Linked DNA regions of Mus musculus: regions 2 and 3 are each linked to region 1. The links are chromatin contacts, called in public promoter capture Hi-C maps. All regions are on one chromosome and are shown on one strand. The core of a region is the stretch at or near the end of the contact, and the rest is flanking DNA. Distances in the headings are between cores, read along the strand shown. Region 1 holds the start of Fkbp7 (FK506 binding protein 7). Region 2 holds the start of Itprid2 (ITPR interacting domain containing 2). Region 3 holds the start of Atp5g3 (ATP synthase, H+ transporting, mitochondrial F0 complex, subunit C3 (subunit 9)).

Region 1 (4,297 bases), core at 1,123-3,622:
ACATATGTAATACTAAAACCAAAAATGTCCAAGGGAGCTTATGGAATATACAGTCATCCTAAACACTGTGTCTATGCAGAGGATGAGAGTCTGGCTGGAGGTTGGTACTCCAATGCTGTCTTGTTTTCTTTAGACATGAAACGAAAGGTATAGGATGAATTAAATATAACAAGAATTTGTTAAACAAGTTTCTGTGATGATTTCTTCTGTAACTTTTTAAAATTGACAAAACACACCTAATTTAAAATTTACTTTTTTGTTGTTTTTTTTTTTGTTTGTTTTTCGAGACAGGGTTTTTCTGTATAGCCCTGGCTGTCCTGGAACTCACTTTGTAGACCAGGCTGGCCTCGAACTCAGAAATCTGCCTGCCTCTGCCTCCCAAGGGCTGGGATTAAAGGCGTGCGCCACCACTGCCCAGCAAAATTTACTTCCTTGACTATTTTTAAATAAGTATAAAGTACAATTGTGTTACAGTGCAATCTACATCTAGAACTCTTATCTTGATCACTGAAACACTATGCTATTCAACATCTCTCCTTTAGTCCCAGGTAACCACCCTCTGCTTTTGTGTCTGCTGGCTTGACTATTATAGATACTTCATATAATTGCAATCCTACAGTATTGATATTTTTTTGTGTCTGGCGTCTTTCACTTAGCGGATTAGTCTTTAAGGTTCATCTACACTGTAGCATGAGTCAGAATTTCACTCTTTTGAAAGCCTATGTAATATTTCACTGTGTGCCCTATACCCATTGTTTTATTTGCTCTCCCATCTCTGGACTCTTGGGTTTCTTCCACATCTTGCTTCTTGTGGACTGTGCTGTTACTGAGAACATAGATATGCAAATATCTCTTTGAGACTTACTTCCATTTTTAAAGAATATACAGATTTGTTTTGATTTTTTTTATAAACGACTTATCTTTTTTAAAGCTACTAAAAGATACAGCAAAAAAAAAAACCCACAACTTACCGTAGCCTTCTTTTCCATATGCAAACGAAGGCGGTATAATCACCTTTCTCTTTTCCCCAGGGCACATGTCCATCATAGCAATGTCCAGCCCCTTTATGACATGTCCGACACCAAGAACAAACCATTTGGGGTGGCCTTCATCTTGTGTCCGGCTATGAGAAACCATACTTAGTGTGTAAGTAAGACCATCTCATAAAGGAAACTTAAATACAGCTCAGGCACTTGTTACTTAAGACTGGAATCTCTTTCCCCACATTGCACCCTTCAGAACTCTGTCCTTTGCGAATTGTTTGGATCAAACTTCCCCATAAATTGGCAGAGCATATCATTGGAAAACATTCTGATTTCTGATTTTTGCCGTCCTTACAAAAACTACTCAATGGTTCACTTTTAAAAATGGGTCTCCTGCCTCTAACTAGCTGGATGGCTTGAACAAAATGACTCATTTACCTTCTCTGGGTTTGTTTCCCAAACCAAAGGGGCAGGCTGAGCCCTAAATTTCATTTTAAGAACGACTGAAAAATAGCATCCTGTCAAATTTCTCTTCTACGTTGGAAGAATAAGTTTTCCTCTAAATTGGAAAGAATTGCTAGACTGGAAAGATTGGCCTGTCTTTGAGGGGAAACAGTACAGCTAAACAGACTGCATTCAGTCAGACCGGACTAGGGAACAGAGAGAATGGATGTGATAACCAGAGTTTTAGAAAATGACCCACAAAGTCCAGAAGGAAACGCGGTAGCTTTCTTATACACTCTGTTTGGAATCAGACTTCAGCTCTGGGTAAGGAGAAAGTGTGAATATCTTTTCAAGAAGCCTCTAGATTTAGTTTTCCGGGTTCCAAGGACAGTGGTGGTGGTCAGTGCTCTGCCTGACGTAGTGAGTCTGCAGTCAGTTTACTGCGCTTACATTTCAAATAACTAAAAACATTCAGTTTTGTTTAGGGAATGTCTTCTAATCTAAATCGGCATGAAGGCTTAATTTACTGTTAAAAAACAAAACCAAAAAACCTTAAAACAAAACAACCAGTTAGGCTCTGGCTGCTGCTGCTGGTGGTAGTGGGCAAGATGTGGTCTATCAACTGAACTTGAACTGGACGGAGCATCTCCTACCTGCAGTAGAATTTGGAGCCGTCTTTAGCCAAGTAGCCATCGTAATGGGCATTTAGCAAGTCTCCTTTCCTGCTTGTTTTGGAGCAGTTTTCTGGACGGTGCAAAACTTCTATTTTCACTTCCTCAGTGCTTTCTTCTTTTGTTTGTCCCTGAGCATCGGAACAACACCACAGGCTAAGGAAAACTGCTAGTCTGAATAGGAGATTCATGTTTCCCAAAGCAGCACTCCCAGGCCCAGTGTAAGCCCCACAGAGTGTCAGCAGGCTGATCAGACTGAATTGGGACGCGTGGCAGGCATTGTCCTACGTCACAAAGGTCCAAGGCGGGGCTACGAGAGGCCCCGCCCCCTCTCGCACCAGCAAATCGCCGCCGGTTGGAGTGTGTCTTGGCCGTTGGGTGCTCCGGTTGGCTGTACTCTGGCTAGAATAGCACCGCACACCCTGTCCGCAGGTTTCTTTCGCCTGCAGTAGTCAGACTTGCGTTTCCTGAAATAAAACTGGCATTATGGTGGTCGTTTCTAGGCACTTAGGAGATGCTGCAAAATTTTATGGGCTCCACTTGATGCCCTGATCTTGCCTCTCCAACACTGCCTCTGCTAACGGATTGCTTGAATGGCTTGGTTTTAAATTTTTAAATGCTACACTGACCCATTTGGCCATAGAAAAAGAATAGATAGCTGTAGGATCCTAAATACAGTATTTTTAAAATATTAAAATGTTGGGCCAAGAAATTGATACAAAATGCAAACAGGTCACGGTGGGATATTCTAGTCGTTATTCTTTCTAATCACAGGCTTCTAAGGCCCCTACGGACTTGACAGGCACAGTGGATGCAGACATTTTTGGAAGAATAGGTTCTTGACAATATAGGTTGGCTGCTCTTCTCTGGATATTTGTGGAAGTCCTTGAAGGATATTTTTGGAGGGGGGGATATGGTAGTTGGAGTACTGCGAAAAAAGACTCCAGGCCATGTCTACCGCATGCAGCCAGGAGACTCTCAGAACACACAGTGGAGTGTCTCCAGGGCTTCAGCAGCCCATGCCCGGCATTGCAAAAGATAACTTGTGTTTCTGTCCCTAACCTCTTGAGGCCGCCCTTGAGGTGAAGGCCTTTAGCAGAGAAAAGCTTTTTTTTTTTTTTTTTCTCCCATGAGAATTCATTCACATCAGACAGGAAAACTGACTATTGAACATTTTGTTCCAATTTCACAGCTGGCTAATAGACAACAGAGATTAGTCCAGTCTCTTGATATATCCCCCTTATCCTTTTAGTATGATAAACCTTTCAAACAACACAAAACTCGAATTTTATGGTAAGTGTCAGATGCCCTCCACAGTTGAACTATCATTACTGAACTCTATGTGATTTGTTGAATATTCAGCTCGTCGATTCCCCAAGTGGACATCCCGATCACCCTATTCAGTCAGCCTTCCTGGAAGGATAAGCCAGGGATTTCACTACCTCAATACTGACTCTGCTTTATGCAAAGTAATTGGAATTTGCAAAACTTTCTAAATCTAAAAGTTGTCAAGTGTGTAAGGACGCCCTTCCAAGTGAGATTAAAAAAAAATTAAGAGAAATCCTTTTAAAAACAAAACAAAAATAGGATGCACGATACCTTCTTAACATTTTTCTTCTTAACCTCTTCTTTCCTGTGTGTGTGTGTGTGTGTGTGTGTGTGAGAGAGAGAGAGAGAGAGAGAGAGAGAGAAAGAGAGAGAGAGAGAAGGGGGGTCTGTCTGGCCTAGAAGTCACTGCGTAGACCAGGCAGGCTTGGAACTAACAGAACTCATCTGCCTTCCTCTGCTTCCTAAATGCTGGTATTAAAGGCATACATCGTGATGTATGACATTAAAAGAAAAAAAAATGTGTGTGTGTGTGGGGGGGGGGCCGGGGGGGGGATGCGTGTAACATGGCCCATGTGTAAATGAGGTTCTTTCCTTCCACTGTGTGAGGCCCCCAGGACAGTACTGGTCAAGCTCCCGGAGGCAAGCGCTTTACTTGGAAAGCTATCTTGCCAACCCTAGTTCCATAAGACCTTGTTGGAGGACCTCTCTGGCCTGCATACTACTTTCTTAAAAGAAGGATGTAGCCCAGGCTGGCCTTTGGTCCTTCCTGCCTCAGCCTCTAGAGTGCTGGGATTACAGGGCCTTGCCATTGCTCCAGCTTTTCCTAGGAGGTAACTTCCTACTTCCCCGGAGTGTGAGCACTGGAAGCTC
Region 2 (4,297 bases), core at 1,035-3,534, 3.0 Mb after region 1:
TTCCCTTTTTCTTTGACTGTGATTGAATGACCTATAAATTAGAAGCCATACTTCATTACTGCCTTTCCCCAGAATTCTTTGTTCTCTAAAAGTACAAGCAAAGCTAATTAAAAAAAAATAAGCATTGGAGAAAAAACGCAAAGCAGACAAAACCCGAGTTTGTCTCATTTAAAGAAGAACAATAGCAACGGACATCTTGCCTCAAGAGTAGGCAGTATTCTATGTAGACTCAGCATTGTATTGTGGATACATGAAAGATATGAAAATATGGTCCATAATCTCTCATGTTTACAAAGTGGCTGGTAAACTAAACATATTGTCTGGATCTGATCATATTATTTACTGCTTAATCCATTCCCCTCAATGAACAGCGTGTACATTCTGTTGTACATCAAGGAACTGTAAATAGGATGTGATCATGACTGGGGGAGCCACAGAGTGAAGACATCCCGGATCAGCTGGTTCATGCAGGCAGTAGACAGAACAGGAATGATTTAAAAAGCAAGGACAGAGAACCAGCCACAGCACATGGATGTGTCAGAGTGGAAGTTGGAGACAGCAAATGGATGGGACAGAATCCAACAGGGCCCTGGATAAAACTACTGGAGCCAGTGTCCTCTACAGCCTTTGACCAACCACACCAACACTTCTTTAGGCACTTTCTTTTCATCTGTCTCATATTCCACAGGCAGCTGCATTGGAAGGATATGAAAGAGGTACCTTCATCCTTAATATAGAGCTCCTGAAAGTCTAAGACATATTAATAACTAAATGATCCCTTACCAGTGAAAGGTCAAGTCACTGAGTTGCTGGTACCATCCTTGTAGCTCCCCTTACAGTTCACTGTAAGTGCAGGAGGGCCATGATAATGCTGGGATGGCTCCGGGAAGCCAGCTTGGATTTTGGAATTGGTCTTGGGGATATTGATAAACCATCAGGAGTTGTTGTTTCTATCAATGATTAATGATATATTGGGAACTATCAAACATATGGACCATGCTAGAAAGAAGTAAGGACCAAAGACAGGAAGGTCCCTGTGCTACTTTAAAGATGAATAGATTATGTGCAAAGGCCTGCACAAGAAACTAGGTTCCATCTCATCTCAAGGACACTACATTCTGTGTTCCAAAAACTATTTCCTTCATTTATGAATGCACACTTAACTTGGACTTTTATGAACTGCAAATATCTATTTCAAGTGGAAAATTTCTTCCTTAAAATATTATTTATGTAAAAATGTCCTTTTTAGTCAAGAAAAAGCATAAAAATAGACCAAAGCAAAAAACTATTCTCACTTTGCTTGCAGAGTTCAATAAAATGTTGGAAGCTTTCTATATTGTCTGTAGATGGTTTAGGACATTCACTGTTTGATATGTAACACTTTGTCTCAATCTGGATAGAATTTTAATCTTTTTTTCCTCATAGGAAATACAAGTATGATAAAGGGGACGGAGGAAGCTGGGATTTAAGAATTGTTTCAGAAGCTTGGCATGACCTGCTTCTTGTTACATCTTCTAAGTCCCAAATCCAAGCAGTTAGCTTTCTTTATACTCCCAGGTCGCTTTCTTCACTTCCTTTTTTTTTTTTTTTTGTCTGCAGCTTCAATGTGACATACCCACTTTTTTCTCACTGGATTTTCATACCTCACATAACCAGGACACACAGGTTTCTCAAAATGTGCGAGCAACACCAAGGTAAGCTTTGACAAGCTGACAGTACAATCTCACGTCTCTTTCATCCTTGCCCAATCCTGTAGGCATCCTACACTGATTAAGTCTCAGCAGCCCAGTCACTTGTTTGCACGCGGGGGCGTTTTATGAGACTTGGCCTTGGCACTTTACCTCTATTTCTGGACGAGAGAGGAGTTGAGAGAAGGAAAAGCTGTAAAGCAAACAAACAAACAAATCTGGCTCTTTCCTGAGGCCACCGCGAAGGGGCGGTTCGGCTCCTAGCCCGTCAGGACGTGCCCCGCCCCAACTCTCGTCCTCACCTCCCGGCAAGACCGCCACCGGAAGAGGGCGTGGCCTCCGTCGTGGGCGTGGCGCACAGCTGCGAGAGGCTGGACTGTGCATTAGCGGGGGCGTGGCTAGAAAGGGGGCAGGGCGGGGTCTTAGAGTAGGCGGGACCGGGCCGGGCGGGCGCTCGGCGCCTACCCGGCTTGCCGGAGCCACTCGCGCTCCTGCGCCCCGCCAGGCCGGGTTCACGTGAAGCGCCGGCCCTCCGCCCCTCCCTCCCTTCCTTCCCTCCCCCCCTCCCTGTCCCCTCCTCCTGCGGCGCCCGCTCTGGCTCCCCCGGGCCCCCTGCCCGGCTGGGCGCTGACAGCAGCGGCGGGGGTCCCCGCAGCCGCCGCTGTGTCCCGCGCAGGCTCGGGCTGGGCCCGCGGAGCCCCCGGCGCGGCCATGAACCGACCCCTGTCGGCGGAGGCGGAGGAGGAACTGGAGTGGCAAGTGGCGAGTCGCAGGAGGAAGGCCTGGGCCAAGTGCCGCAGCTCCTGGCAGGCGTCGGAGACCGAGGATCTGTCCACAGAGACGACGACGCAGGACGAGGACGAGGACGACGAGGAGGACCTCCCAGGCACGAAGCTGCCGGCACCCGCGGGGCGAGGTCGGTGCGCGGGACAGGGACGTGCGATCAGGGAGGTGGCGTGCTCCGTGCCACCGGGCGCGGGGACCGGACGCCCCCGAACTTTAAATGCGCGCGTGACCCGCGCTTCAGCTCCAGCATGTGCACCTGGCTGCCGGCTGGCTCCCCTGGGTCGGGCGCCGGGAAGGCTCTCGGAGGCTACGGGTTGCCAGGGCAGATTCTCCTGCAAGGGAGTGTCAGGATGGCACAGCCTCTGAGTACTTATGTTTGGGGTCTTTAACGAGCTGTCCCTTCGCTCTACTCCCGCAGGAAACGTGCCCAACGAGAAGATCGCGATATGGCTCAAAGACTGCCGGTAAGTAAAGCGGGGGTTGCCTGGGGGAGAAGCGAGGGGGTTCGACTTCGTCTCTGGGTCCCGTGGTCACTGTAAGCTAGGAACCGGAAAGTGAGCCGGCCGATAGCTTCCTTCTAGAAGCGATTAGAACTGGAAGTGCTGTGGCCGCTGATTATTTGGTGACCGAGTTGACGACTTCAGCAGTCCGGGCATGATGTCAGCAGCAGATCAGAAACTAAAACAGGTCACAGTGATGCTACTTTGGCTGGTCGTGCTTTCTCTTGAAATAATTTTGATGTTTCACAGAACCTTTTATTTTTCTTTATTTTGGCATCTGCATATCTGGCATAGAATCATTTTCCTTTCAAACGTGTTATAGACGAGTTTAATTTACTTAGCTACACTAACTGGGGTTTAATTTGTGTTGTGTGCCTTAGGTCTCTCTGGGGACCTATTAAAACTAGCCAACTTGCTCCTTGGAGTTTAAGTCCTGGGACAGGGTTTTGTCAGATGGCATTGGAATTCGCAGAAGGAAATGGAGCTTTGAAGGCATTCATACTTTATGAGTCTGTTTAGTTACATACTTTGGCAACCTGCACAAAAATGTTTGATAAAATACAGAGGAGATGGGTTTTATTACAAGTAAATTTGACTAAAGTAAAATGTGTTTTACTTCTATTTTTTCCCCCAGTTTATTTGCTCTTTGAAAAACCTTGTGTGTGAAGACTATAACTTTTAAACTTTGGTTGGCATTTGCTTCTGGGCATATTATTGTTTTCGCAAATTATGTTTATCCTAGGGATTATTTGGTTGTTGGTTTTTTTTTTTTTTTCTGTTTCTTTTTGAAAGCTACTCACATATGGAATTATTTTTTTTTTTTTTCCCTGTAAAGACCAATAGCTGTCTCTGTCTTAGTTCATAACTGGAGCCATACTGATTGTTAGCTGCAGAATTTTACTTAGGCATCATAGACTCGTCTGAAATATTATGGGATGTATAGGCATTCCTTTTAAAGATGCACAGAGGCAAATACATTGCTTCAAGACATCTTTAGGTTAACCATCAGCCTCTTTTAACCCCTTGATTTTCAGATGACAAGAATATGGCCTTTACAAAGCACAGTACTATACTGTGTGCCAGGGGCTCGCCATCAAACAGTGTTAGATTAGAAGGCTGAGATTTTTAAATGTACATCTTCAGAACTTTCTAGGAGAGAACTTACAAAGCAGCATCTCTGACGTTTCCACATCAAGGAGGGAACGGAGTAGTCTGTCCTTGCGTTTATTCAGGACTTTAAAGTTTACATCTTGGTCTCATTTAAAATCCACTCCTTAATATGTTATTGGCTTACACTGAAAACAGGTCTTAAAATTTCTAGCG
Region 3 (4,297 bases), core at 605-3,104, 2.8 Mb before region 1:
TGGTATGAATAAATAATTGTATGGCTCAAGGAAAAAGAAAACCAAGAGCTTGATATAATTCTTATCTCGTATAAGATAGTTAACAAGACCTATACCTCTTAGGATTTTTAAAAGTATAAAACAGAATAATGAATATGCTTTTCAACAAAGCAGGCTTTTTTGGATAACCGTGGCTATTTTAAACACAGATAACTCAAAACTATAAATACAGCCTAAAATATTTATTTGCTAATTCAGAAGGTTGTGCTGGCCAAAAGTTCCTCTCAGTGGCTCACCTTCTATGTATTATTTAATAAAACTGGAAAGAAACCACCCATTAATACACCCCTTCATGATAACAACTCTGTAAGACTTATTGACAGTGTTTCCTAATTTCTGTTATTAATACTCACCTCTCCAGTCCTAGTCTCTGGCCGAGATAACACTGATGCAGAAATTGGTCTATATGCAACTCTGGATCCAGCTCGGATCTATTAATGGAAGGAAAAGAAAGAATTTCAAGTACTAAAGAGTACACATTAGTCTTCAGTGACCTCTTGTGCAACTTTAAACTCTAAAGGAGAAAGCAGAAGAGAACGAACAGATTTATTATCTCTGCAATTAGCATGGCCTTTGGTCATTGTGCATACACAAAGCCAACCTAAAATTTTATGCTAATGAACCATGGAATGTTCTATTTAATCTATCTGTAAACAAAAATCCTAAGACCAATTAGTTACCAAGTGACTGAGTGTTGTGGAAGTTTCAGTAACTGTAGTGCTGTAAATTCAAGTAAGTTATGTGGGCTCATAAGGGTGTCGCTATGATTTTGATCATTTACAACAGTCCAGCAGCTAATGAAGCTCCTACAATTTTCAAAGGATTCCTAAATACCCACTAATTCTAAATTTACTATAGAGTTAAGCATTTTGATGTCAGCTTAACAGCCGTTGCAATACTCTCACTATAAGGACATCTGGCAGTCTGGCTTCTCTGCCCTTGAGTGTCCACGGACACTAAGGTCACAGAAAATCCCTCCAGAACCAGGACCCGATTCTCTAGCACAAATCTTTTAGATTCAGACTTCACTTAAAGCCTCCAAAAAAGCAAGCTTCGGGGCTCCCCAACACCTTTCTCCGCCCACACAAGGAAGCAAAGTCCCTCCCTCTGCAGCGGCGAGTTTGACCTACAGACGCGCACGGGAAACGCTGTGCAGGCAACTAGGCCTCAGCTGCCCCTTCCTGACTTCTCAGCACCCCGACCTTCGCGTCGACCCCAACTCCATAGGGACCGGGCGGTGGGGGAGGGGCGCGCTCCACGAGCAAGGAGGCTGTGACCTACGCCCAGAAGGCCTGTCAGCTAGGCCTCGGGGGGGACACATGGCCGGGAACTGTCTGCGGGCCCCAGGGTTGGGAGGGAGGGAGGGAGGAGAGGACATCGGGGCAAGGGTGAAGGAGAGCCGGTCCCTCGGCGTGAATGCTGGGCCGAGGCCCGGGTTACGCACCAGAGCGGGGGTGCGGGCGAGCTTGGCGCAGGCGAACATCTTTCTTCCTGGCGGCGCGGCGTGGATCTAGGTGACAGGCGACGTGGGCTCCTCTCCCGCTTCCTCTCTGCGGAGCGAAAAGAGGCTTAAGGTCAAGTGTCCCCCCCAGGGGCCTGTCCTTGCCACCCCGGCCCCGAGGGGCCCCGCGCAGGCGGTCAGCGTGGCCGCGTGCCCGGGAAGCGCAAGCCCGGTGGACAGGGCCGGGAGACCCGCTCCGCCCCGGCCCGGGCCCCGCGCCCTCCGTTTACCTTCGCTTACCTCCCGAGGCGGCGGCAGTGGCGGCGGCAGAGGTCGAAGCAGTGGGGCTGGGCGCGCAAGCGCGGTGCGGCTCTTATCCGCGCCGCAGCACCCGGATGGAGAAGGCGGGGGAAGACGCTCAAGGTCACTTTGTAACAACTTTATTGGTAACTCTCAGAGGAGGACAATGACAGGCCCCCTCCGTGACCGGCTGGCGGCCAGTGAAATGAAAAGCACACTGAAGACGACTCTTGGCTTTGTTAGTGTTACTAACGGTGCAGATAATTTTTAGTTGTTGTCGCTATCGCAGACTGAGCCTCGCTCCTTGCACGTGCCAGGCAGGGGTTCTCCCAGGGAGCTACAAGCCGACCCTGATTTGGCTTTTATTTCAAACAGGGTGAGTTGCTCAGGCAGGCCTTGAGCTCAGTATGTAAGTTAGGGAGAACCTTGATCGTCCACTTTCACCCTTCCAAGTAGTTAGCTTCTTCATAACCAACTCCAGCGGGATTATTTCTTTGTAAGACTCTAAAACAGGGTTTTTTGTTTGTTTGTTTGTTTGCTTTTGTTTAAGACGACAAATCTTTTCTCAGAAGACCTACCTAGAAGTCCTGGGAAGAACAAATGACGGTTCAAGAGCTTTGCAACTCTGTAGACTAGGCTAGCCTTCAACTCACAGAAATCCTCCTGCCTCTGTTTTCCAAGTGCTGACATTAAAGCCATGTACCACTGTGTTCTGCTGCCTTCCACCATTATAACTGGGAGAATTAAGAGATAATAATGTATCATCATTTCGGACTAAAAAAGTGCCTGAATAGTTTTCAAAATCTATTCAGCACCCAGTTCTGATAACTTTGAACAAACCAGATGGATGCAGAAATGTCTCAGATAAATGGCTGTAGTTCAACGTCTGGTCTTCTTATTGATTTTTTTAAAATAGTTTTTTTGAGATAATATAATCTCATAGGTTCTCCCCTGTTTTAGGGTTTTAATGCTGTGAAGAGACACCACGACTACCGCAACTCTTAGAAACAAACAAACAAACATTTAATTGGGGCTGGCTTACAGTTTCAGAGGTTTAGTCCATTTTCAGCATGGCAGGAAGCATGGCAGTGTTCAGGCAGACACGGTGCTGGAGACAGAGCTGAGAATAGCTGAAGGAAGAAGGCAGGCAGCCAGAAGAGACCACTGTTAGCCATTATGCTTGCCTTATGCTTCTGAAACCTCAAAGCCTGCACCCCCCCCCCCCCCAGTTACACACTTCCTCCAACAAGGCCACACCTCCTAACGGTGCCATTCCCTATGGACCCGTGGGGGCCAATTTTTTATTCAAACACCACTCCCTCCCATTTCCTCCCCCCTCCTCCTCCTAGACACTTCTTGACTTTTCAAATCTGAGGCCTCTTTTTCTTTAGTTTTATATACATATTTAGTTGTATGTATATATGATATGTTTTTAGATATAAAATTATAACTTGCTCAGTCTGTTTGTTTTAACCATAGCATTTTCTCCAGCCTCAGAAAATCACCATTGTTTTTGTTTTGAACTTGACTATTCTAGATCCTTCATCTAAGTCCTGCATTATTTGTCTCATTGTAACTAGCTGCTGTTTCTTTTAGTTCATTACATTTATTTATTTATTCTGTGCATATGTGAGGGCAGACAGATGTGTGTATAGGTGCATATGCCACAGTGTGCATGCAAAGGTCAGAGAACAGATTGAGGGAGCCAGGGCTCTGTCCTCACCATGCGGATTCCAGGGATTGAATTCAGGTCGACAGGTGTAGGGCCAAGCAAGCACCTTGACCCACTGAGGCATCTCACAGCATACTCCTGCTTTTCTTTTTTTATTATTTCTTTAATGTATATGAACACACTGTAGCTGATTTCAGATATACCATGTGGTTGCTGGGAGTTGAACTCAGGGCCTCTGGAAGAGCAGACAGTGGTGCTCTTAACCCTCCAGCCCCATTTCTTGGTTATTTTTGAGACAGGATTTCTCTCTCTCTCTCTCTCTCTCTCTCTCTCTCTCTCTCTCTCTCTCTGTGTGTGTGTGTGTGTGTGTGTAGGCTTGGCTGTCCTAGAACTCACTTTGTAGACTAGGTTGGCCTCAAACTCACAGAGATCCTCCCGCCTCTGCCTCCCAGGTGTGGGGATCAAAGTTTTGTGCCTCCACAGCTAGACAGTTGCCCTTTTCTTAAGGTCAAGTTTTGGATTTTGAGATTGGATCTAGTCATACAGTCCATGCTGGCTTGGAACTTTGTATTCTCCTGCTTCAGTCTTGAGAGTCCTGGGTCACAGCACCTAGTTAAAGACTGATGTCTTTCACACAGCAGATGTTTTTATTGTTTATCCAGGTTGAGACATGTGTCAGAATATTTTTCTTTTCTAAGGCTGGATAATGTCCATATGTATGTATGTATGTATGTATGTATGTATAGATGCATGCATCACACATGGATTAACCATTCACTGGTGAAGGACACTTGGGCTGCTACTACTCTTTGGCTATTGTGAATAATGCTACTATGATCATAGTT

The links. Promoter capture Hi-C pulls out the DNA fragments that hold promoters and counts their contacts. Capture Hi-C pulls out chosen DNA fragments and counts their contacts.
Region 2: a contact with region 1 is called in a promoter capture Hi-C map of pre-B cells, with 3 times the contacts expected there. The contact joins the promoter of Itprid2 here to the promoter of Fkbp7 in region 1. A contact is called at or near these places in 2 of 39 promoter capture datasets (liver and pre-B cells), 1 of 484 Hi-C or Micro-C datasets (CD4 T cells) and 2 of 9 other capture datasets (adipose tissue and liver).
Region 3: a promoter capture Hi-C map of adipose tissue shows a contact between it and region 1, with 3 times the contacts expected there. The contact joins the promoter of Atp5g3 here to the promoter of Fkbp7 in region 1.

Annotation. Positions count from the first base shown.
Region 1 is chr2:76,670,726-76,675,022 of GRCm38.p6, forward strand. Fkbp7 (FK506 binding protein 7) reads right to left here and starts at 2,373. Exons shown (of 4, transcript NM_010222.2): 1 at 2,081-2,373; 2 at 972-1,123. The coding sequence starts at 2,289.
Region 2 is chr2:79,633,141-79,637,437 of GRCm38.p6, forward strand. Itprid2 (ITPR interacting domain containing 2) reads left to right here and starts at 2,285. Exons shown (of 18, transcript NM_080558.4): 1 at 2,285-2,604; 2 at 2,893-2,938. The coding sequence starts at 2,400. Gm46751 (a long non-coding RNA gene) reads right to left here and starts at 1,922. Exons shown (of 2, transcript XR_001783386.2): 1 at 1,842-1,922.
Region 3 is chr2:73,909,472-73,913,768 of GRCm38.p6, forward strand. Atp5g3 (ATP synthase, H+ transporting, mitochondrial F0 complex, subunit C3 (subunit 9)) reads right to left here and starts at 1,855. Exons shown (of 5, transcript NM_175015.3): 1 at 1,781-1,855; 2 at 1,484-1,589; 3 at 393-470. The coding sequence starts at 1,522.